2 separate regions of the Zea mays genome follow, and region 2 is linked to region 1. A link is a contact called in public Hi-C data. All regions are on one chromosome and are shown on one strand. The core of a region is the stretch at or near the end of the contact, and the rest is flanking DNA. Distances in the headings are between cores, read along the strand shown.

Region 1 (4,963 bases), core at 77-2,576:
TTCTGTATGAAATGGAGAATATAGATCACAAGGCTTTAGAACTGTGGGGTTCTATATTTTAGGTATGTGTAGGTCCCTTTGCTCTGTAATTAGCAACGTCATTTTCTAGTATTCATAAGGTTATATCTTTGTTTGTAAAGAAAAATAATTCAACAATGTAGTACTAATACTTCCAAGGTATAAACACTAAAGCAAGTAGAAGTAGAACAAGCTGCGTTGGAGAAAGCGAGTCACAACAGCACTGCTACTCATTTTCGGCGACCACCGTAATTTTTGGCAGCTAGGTCGAAGCCGCCGAAAATAAACTCCTATTTTCGGCGGTTGACTCCGGTCGCCGAAAATAAGCCTATTTTCGGTGGCATCTGACACAGCCGCCAAAAATAAGCTTATTTTCGGCGGCTTCAGACACATCCGCCGAAAATAAGCTCTTATTTTTGGCGGCTTTGACCTGGCCACCGAAAATAAGAGTTTGTAATTGTTATTTGTTTAATTAGTGTATGTGATTAATATTATTGTTTAGTTCGATTTCACTAATCCACTACTTACATATTAATATGTGATACTATTATATTATTAGTTTTATAAATACGTTATATTGGTACGTAGTACAGTTGCATTATTAGTGAAATGGATGTAAAAGGTGCCCATAATATTAGTTGGTTCCATAATCAGGTATCTTTATAGAACCTCATCTATTGATAATCATTTAACTCGGAAGTTCCCAAACTCTTGGATGTTTCTCTTACACGACAGAGTATTATCTTTAATAAATTTATTCCTCAGTAAGTTCTGCAAATTATCATGTTCATTGCTTAATTTAAGAAGCCACCGAGATAAACTTATTTTGTAAACCTAGATTGATAATGCATAAACCCCCTTATTCTTTGGGTTGACATAATAGAGGCCATCGAACTAGTCTGTGTTTGTTTATGTGACTGTCATTTTTCCCGAAGAAATCTTGATATGTAAATATGTAATACCCTATCTTCTTCAAAACATGTCTAGAGGTCTCAGGAAAAAAAAAACATAAACATCGGAAGCTTACCTTGCTCAAGTTGAAATATCTAAGTGGCGATGTGTGGTCAAGTTCAATTCCATGGAAGACAACATCAAGTATAAAAAAAAAAGAGCAAACACAGTCCGGAAAAGAAAACTAAATAGCAGGGAGATGACGACGTGAAAGAGAAAAGCTCAGTTGTGACTACACGCCAAGCAGAAAGCAAGAGAGACTTTTGGTTAGCTCGTGTCCTTGACTATTTTTTATATATAAACCATGTATTAGTTGATACGCCATCACGACTTGGAATTGCTACGCAGGAGTACTTGCTACCTCTCCTTTACGATGCTACTAGTGCTAGCAACCGATAGAGTGACGGCCCTGTACCGGATAGAGATTAGCTATTTGGTTCGCGGTATGACTTGTCAACCTGTCTTTGCCAGCAGGAACCTGGAACTATTTACCTCAAAGAAGTCTCTGCTGAAGCCACCACGCATGACATGACAAACCATTCTGTATTCCCGCTACAAGTCCCCAACAGTTTGTGTCCTGCCTTCTCTTATCTGAAATCCGAGTTAAGAGAACAAACTCACAAACTGGTAGGAGAAGCCTTTTTCAAGGACTGGATTGATGTAGCAACCCATTCATCAGCCGGATTTGTGGCCTCTTGTTCCTAGCATGATAGATATTAATTTTGCAGGATAGAACATGTCAACCAAAAAAATGCTGCAGTTAGGCCTTGTTTGGTTATTCATTTCCACGTGAATTGAAGTGTATTGAAATGAATTAGAATGAATTTTGGCTTACTATTTATTTAAACCGACTTAATACTATCCAATCCACATGGATTAACGGTGAACTGAACAAGACCTTAGGTGTAACAAACTCACAAGAGCGGATATAATTTCTTCAAATGTCCTTTTGGAAAAGCATTTGTTGATGATTTCCAACCTGGGGAGTGCCAGAGAATGAATTAGCAAAATTATGCCAAAGCACGTTTCAGTCATCCAATCATAAACACTCTTACCTATTCAAAGGGCTGCTTTCTTTCAGTGATGGTTGTTGAGCATATTGATCGATGATACCACACAGTGCAAAATAATTTGAAGTGTCCACCTTTTTAAGCGATTCTTCAAGTAATAGCAGACTCTGAGGAACAGAGTATTTACTAGGAGTTATTAGACTACCACATACACGGCCCGAACAATATAGGACAAAAGCATGCAAATCAAAATATGGTCAGGATTTTGCAGCATGTTCCAAACAATAATAACCAAAGATGTGACAGAAAACATCGTAACTGAAAGCAAAAGGTGACAACTTTATTGTTTGGTTTTGTTCCAAGAATGTATAGAAAAGATTGTTTTGCAATGCACTTATAAGAAAAAGCTATATAAGTGAGCCTACATTTGACTGGACAAAATGAGTTGTCAGACCACATGCAAGCATTTCCCCACCATCCAATCTGGCAGACTGGCACTAGCAAGAGCAACATACTCTCCTGGACAAAAAAAAACATGGAAACAGTTTAGTGAACAGTAAAAGGCGCTGCCCTCATCCATTACAACTAATATAAGTCATAATTGGACCTACATTTGGTCACTCTTCATTTCTTTACATGATTCTATCTCCACAATCTACATGAGTATATTTCCACAATCACTATTGTGCATGAAGCACTATAGCTAAAAAACAATAGATCATTGGCACATGAAGCACTATTGCTAAAAAACAATAAAATACATGGTATTTTGAAAACTTCAAAAGAAAATTTGAGGATGCATAATATTTCGATATTGTGAATAATATCCAACGATATTGTATAGATGGAAATGACATGGCAACATGTAATTCAACTGAATATATAGAAAAATAAGAGATATAAGACGACCATAGAATCCAGGAAGCCGTGAACGAAAATATGAGGCCCCTATATTTGGAAAGAGACCTAGAGCTGTTTCTGGCATTGCAAAAACCTGCACGAAGTCAAAATGTAAATGTAGATTTTGGCACTTGAAACTATCCCGAATTTCCAATAAAACAAGAAAGATTCTCCATATTCCAAATGAGTAGAACTAATAGCACCAACAAGCTCATAAAAGGGTAGTTTGTACCATAAGTCCATAGCTGAAACCTATTCTCAAAAACATTCAGGCCCAATATCCATCACAAATGGCAGTGAAAAGTTGTGCTAGGTAATGACATAAATCTAGCATGTGGATGCATTGTTGTTCAACCCTAAAGCAGCAATATGGGTATGTTTTGTTCAAATGTTGTTACTTCTGGCTTTTCAAGTTTTATTTATGGTTTGTCCTGACAAATATATGAAAGGCAGTACACCTGCCATGTTTACCTAACAAGAAAGCTAGCTTCTAGAACTATGCAACATTTTTGCACTGTCATGCAATACTAGCACATATTAAAAAAATAGTGCACTATAATTCTCTTGTAATTATATAAGAGGGTAAGCTCAGAATCAACTAACATATTTCACTATCTCAGCACAACACAATTACAGTTTTCACTTGGAAAGAGACACACTTAACATTCCAATTCTAGATTGTTACAGCATGGGATAACACAATTACAGATTGGGCCGACCTCCAAAGAGCATTCGTCGGGAACTTTCAGGGCATCTACAAGCGCCCCAGAAGCTCTTGGGACCTCAAGAGGTGCGCACAGAAGAGCGGAGAAAGTCTCCGGGATTATATCCGAAGATTCTCACAGAAACGAAACGAACTCTTGAACGCCACCGATGCTGATGTAGTGTGTGCCTTCACCTACGCCCCTGGTCCACGATCTTGGACAGGGGCGACCAAAGACAGTCACCGACCTCTTCGGCATTGCGACCAAGTTCACTGACGGGGATGACGCGGTGGGGGCTATTTTCCCAAAGGGAAAAAACCCGCGCGACACCAGCAAGCCCAGCGATGAGCCCAGCGACGAGAGAAGGGACCAGCGGGAGCACCCCAACAAACGCCAAAGAAATTACCACCCCACACGCACCGAGGAAGGAGAAGTCGCTGCCGCGGATCGACCACACAAGTCATCAGCAAAGAATAACAACGACCACTTCCAGATGTTGATGAACTTGTCGTGCCACAATCATGGCTTTCCCATTCGCCACAAGCTTCAGGAGTGGGAACTCCTAAAGTGCTTCATCTCTAAACCGCGAGGAAGAGCCGGCAGAACAGGAAGTCCCAATTGAAGATTTCCCCGGCACCACGGGGTGCCTCATGATGTTTGGAGAGGGAAGGCACACGGAGACCGACGCCGCCGCAAGGTGGCACGACGAGAGGTATTTTTCGCGGAGCCCACGGTCCTGCGGTACCTACGTTGGTCGGAATTCCCGATAGTCTTCGACCGCACGACCACCCTGACGTGATCCCACATCCCGGGACATACTCCCTCATCATCGAGTCGATCGTGGGGTCAAAACGCCTCACCAAGATGCTGATGGATGGGGGGAGTGGTCTCAACATCATGTACGTCGAGACCTTCGATGGTTTGGGCATTGCGCGCTCAGCGTTGCGCCCAAGCTCGGCGTCGTTCCATGGCATCATCTCAGGCCATCAGGCCTACCCCTTTGGGCGGACCACGCTCCCTGTCACATTAAGGGATCACGCCAACTTTCGCATCGAACGACTGCAATTCGAGGTAGTGGACTTCCCGAGATGCTACAATGCCATCCTCGGGAGGTCATGCTACGCCAAGTTTATGGCTATGCCCAACTACACATACCTAAAGCTAAAGATGTCGGGGCCATGTGGGTTATCAGAGCCACCTCTTCGTTCAAGGCGGCGTACGCCTGTGAACTTGCTAGCTTCGAGCTGGTCCCGACGCTTGTCAAGTCCTCGAGAGGCGATAGTCTAGGCGACGCTGACGCAACTACGATCGGCCCTGATGCCACCAGACCCAAGGAGCAAGGAGGAGGCCAAGGGACAACCCTAGGCATTGCTGACGTCC
Region 2 (4,477 bases), core at 478-2,977, 150 kb before region 1:
TATGTCAAGAACTCAAGATATGGATACAACAGGAAGAAAGCACGGTTTAACTGCATAGATGATAGCTCATCACTTAAACCAACAAAACACAAATGTTACAATAAACGGTTCTAGGGTTTGACCACAATAGTACTTCCTTTTAATTGTTGTGTTGTCCTAAAACTATGGGGGTGTTTGTTTCAGCTTAAAATCGGATTCTAGCCGTCACAATCGGCTCCTAGCAACCAAAGGCTTCGCTTCTCAGTCCGCTTCTATGAGAATCGCTTTGGTGAAAATCGTTCAAATCAACGTGAACACAGAATCCGCCGAGTCGTCGTGATGGGAGGAATCTGTCACTTCCTAGATCCTAAACCCTATAGACCCCTTCATCTTCCTCTGCACGTAAGCCCAACAATATTCAGATTCTCACAAATCCAGATTATCATAAAAGCTATACCAAACATACATAAGATATATCAAGATAAACAATAATGAGTCAAATTCAGATAATGGTGGACTGCTCCGCCAAAAAACTACCACATGACAACACGAATAGTCTCGTGAACAATTTAAAACAAATTAGGTTTACTTGAAAAACATCAATGTGTCATAATATCATAAAAAATAAACATGTAATGAAATGACCATAAAAGCAGCTTCCATTTCCGAAGTGACAATGGCTCATAAAAAAACAGGACATGCAGAAATCATGGTAACATATTCTTTTTCTACAGCATTATGGGATCGGAATCACACTCCACCACAACAAAACTGGAGGCATATAAACAAGCGAAGAGGAACAATCTATAAGGAACTTGCTTCTGAGCATCAGATGATCAAAGAGCAGCAAGTATTCTAATCTAATGAAATTCAAGGACCAAAATATTTCGATGCATATGCAAGGAAATACACATGCCTCCAATGCTCACCTCCATCTTAGAGGCCAGTGCCCGTTGCTCCCATCCCTCCGCGCATCCTCCACCGCACCCTTCCACTGATTCCTACACAGCAGAAACAGTACACATCAATCACCAAACCAAACTGCAGCATCGGCTGTAAAATCACATTAAAAACACATGAAATCTTCTGGATTGGAGACTGAAATTCGATTCAGAGGAATTGATATGTTCAATAGGGAAACCTAAATCAAACTAAAACTGACGTACATATTCGATCAAATTCGATTCGACTGTCATCTTACAAAAGACGAGTGAGGAAACCTGAATCATAACCCCGCACAACCATGTGCCGTTTGCAAAACTTCAAATCTACGAGCTCCTAGCACATCGAGTACAATCAAAAAAACAGACGCATCTTCTCGTCTCATCCTATTGAGGAAACTAACAACCACCCCAAGTCCCCAACAATAACGCGTACGCTACAGCACCGTGGTGGATGCCACACAACGCACCTCTGGAGCTGCCATATCTTTGTGCCGCGTGCGATCGTAGAGATCCCTCATGCTACGCTCCTGCGGAGCCCTCATTACCCTCCCTCCGCCCCCGCCGATCGGCCAGGCCTCCGGCCCTAACTCCCAGCGTGGGCAGCGAGCAGACTCGGCTCTTCTTCCATCCTACGGCGAGAGACAGGGTGCGGCTAGGAGAAGGAAACTAAGACGTGGGGGATTAGATTGGGTGGGGTTCGCTCAGCTCTGGCGTGGCGAGTAAGCAGCAGCGCCGCGGAGGAGCACAGGAGGAAGAGAGGAAGGCGAGGAGACGAGACAGACCAGTACTGGTGGTATAGCGCTTAGAAATTGGGAAAATTGGACCAAATATTTAATTTTAGAAAACTAACACTGTCCGTTAGTTTATTTTACCATTCAGGTTAATTCAAAGTTAACTTCTAATTCTAAAAACAATCGGATAAATATAGTTGAACTCACTGAGGTCGACTTTTGGCACGGCTTTATCTTTTTCAGAAATAATTCTAGGTGCTAGTTTGGAAACCACAGAACCAAAGTAGGTTAGAGGGGCTACAATCCCCAGCCTCCTCCGGTTTTGTGGCTCCCAATCTAGTTCTAGATTTGTCTTCTATAGTAAGCATCTTTTACGAAGGAGCCAAACCATTACCAAATATCATTTGACAATATAGTTTAACTGTTTTGCAAAATAAACCCTTTGGTGCTGGTGCTGGTGCTGGCGCGACCGCAGACAGTGGCCATGCTTGACCTTAATTTGGAATTGCATCCCTGCTGCCTGCTGACTTTGCACATCTCCGTTAGCCTTGGCGAAGTAGTTGGTGTGAGAGCCACCTCTATGGTGTTGTTCTGCTAGAGGTCGTACGTGGTGGCATTGATAGTCTGCACCACCGATGAGTTGTTGTTCGTCTTGAAAATTAAGGAAAAAAACTAACAGATGGAGGCGATGTTCATCTGAACGAAACAGAAAAAGATAGCGACGAACCAAAAAAAGATAATGATTTGTTTAATGAGATCTTAATGTATTTGGTGGAAGGGGTGTTGGACCTGCTGACAGGCGGTAGACAAAGCACTTAGAGACATAATAGGACTTAGGTGCACGACAAAATATTAGGTAGGAAACTGTAGCGTCTTGTTGTGTCCCATTCATCTATAGAACGGGGGTGTTGATAGGGCATTGGGGCAGGTAGACTTAAGTGCAATTATGCTCGGGTTACCTTTACCTGGTACATCCTCGAAATATTCCATACAACGGGGTCATTACAGTATAATAAAACTCATCGACCCAACCACACCTAATACTCTACCCCTCTTGGGGGCTTACAAGTGGGCCACCATTGCTGGGTGAAGCTTGAGCCTCGTAGAGGTGGCCTAAGGTCTTCGCGCTTGGTTGTACTCTTCACCTTGTGGTGACCGTCGAAGACGCCTCTACTAGGATCTTGCCTTCACTTGCCGAGAGGCCTTCGTCCATGGCGGCTTAGAGGGTGACGACCCCCTTCTAGTGCGGTCCTCTGTAACATCCTCAATTTTAGGGTATAAAAATTTCTTTGCTCTATACTCAAAATTCAGGTGTTACTCTTTCCTTTCTTCGCTTTTCTTTCCCTTTACTAAAATAATAGAGAGTTACTTTGTTCTATGTTGGCGTGAGCCCTAGAAGTGCTTTGGTTGTTGCATTCATGTTGTTGCATAGTGTTTCTAAGTGCAAGAAGTGTTTGAAACATGTTAATATATCTTGTAGAAGTTTCCAGTAAATTTTCATATTTTTCTGAATATTTTTCTATTTTCTGAGAACCAAAATCTATTTATTTGAGGTACTTAAAAAAATTTCAAAAGTCCTAAATATTTTTTTGAGTTTATTGGGTGCCAAATCATGCCTAGGAATTTTCCTAGAATTTTTGGAGCCTTCGAGGTATTTTTCGGACATTAAAAACGATTTCAGCCTTTTTTGGAATTATTTAAATTTTAAAAATGGGATTATTATGAAAAAATAAAATATCTCCAAACCCTAGGAATATATATGGGTGGAACCCTCTCGTCAAACCCTTTCCAAATCTCAAAACTATTTCCCCAGTTTCGATCCATAATTCCCGGAATTGCTCGCCGAAGTTCGGGGCGGTTCCAACTCCGGCGAGCAAGTACTTTCAATCTGTGCGTCGTTGGTGAATCTGAGAGTACCGCTGCGTTCGTCTTGTCAAGAGCTTCATCCCGTTGCTTTCGATTCATCGATCCGACCTTCGGTTCACCGTCAATCGACGGATTTCTTCTCGGCTCCAGCGAGGGTCATCTTCTCCGGTGAGCTTTCTCATTCTTGCCCATAGATGTTTCTTCATTTTTTTCCTATATGCGCAGCCCTTCTCTCTCCCCCGGCGCTCCCCCCCTCGCACGGTCATGGTCGAGCGCCCCCTACGCGTGGCCAGCCCTCCACCTCCTCCTTCCCTTGCCATGGTGAGAGGAAGGAGATGGAGGTAGCTATGAAATGGTAATATTGTGAAATAGCCCTGGAATATTTGAAAACTACACAGAGAAGTAGCCTAATTTTAAAAATACGATATCTTTTGTGTCTTGAATCCGATTCACTCCGTTCAAGTCGTGTTAGATTCATATTAAAGTTGTCTACATGTCTCTACTGTTACATATTTTAATTAATTTTTTAAATGTTTGTTTGACTAATCATGATTAAATTAGCATTCCAATTAGATATAATTTAGAGTTTTCAACTTACCCATTTATAAATAAACATCAACATGGTTAATAGTAGCTAAAATATTCTTTATTAATAATTATTTGGTATAACGCGTCATCTATTTAATAGTCCTCGCATGTCGCGCCATGAGCGTGTTGTTTCGCACGTCGCGCACTTCGTCTTGCATCGTTAATTCGCCTAGCTTAGAGTCTCTCATATTATTTAAATTGCTTATTTAATAGAGAGCTATTAGTGTAGCAGATTAATCAAAACTAGGTAAGAGCTCTAGTTTACATTTGATAAATGTCAAATTAAATGTTCTAGTTCATATTTGTATAACGTAAATGCGATAACTTCTCAATCGTAGTTTCGATCTCGATGTTTCTTTTTCTCGTGTG

The links. Hi-C and Micro-C count contacts between places; a contact is called where the count stands out from the background.
Region 2: a Hi-C map of leaf shows a contact between it and region 1, with 5 times the contacts expected there. The contact joins the promoter of LOC103637710 here to the enhancer-like site in region 1. A contact is called at or near these places in 3 of 25 Hi-C or Micro-C datasets (ear, leaf and tassel).

Annotation. Positions count from the first base shown.
Region 1 is chr1:101,650,409-101,655,371 of Zm-B73-REFERENCE-NAM-5.0, reverse strand. No RefSeq gene overlaps it. Among protein-coding and RNA genes, the nearest start is that of LOC103637709, 58 kb to the left of the region's middle. Within about 2 kb of position 1,326, at least 4 of the 20 cell types and tissues checked have an H3K27ac peak or open chromatin away from gene starts, as enhancers often do. A contact at or near this core is called in leaf, where this site is marked.
Region 2 is chr1:101,798,488-101,802,964 of Zm-B73-REFERENCE-NAM-5.0, reverse strand. It overlaps LOC103637710, which reads right to left and starts at 1,727. Exons shown (of 11, transcript XM_008660420.2): 1 at 1,391-1,727; 2 at 909-980. The coding sequence starts at 1,465.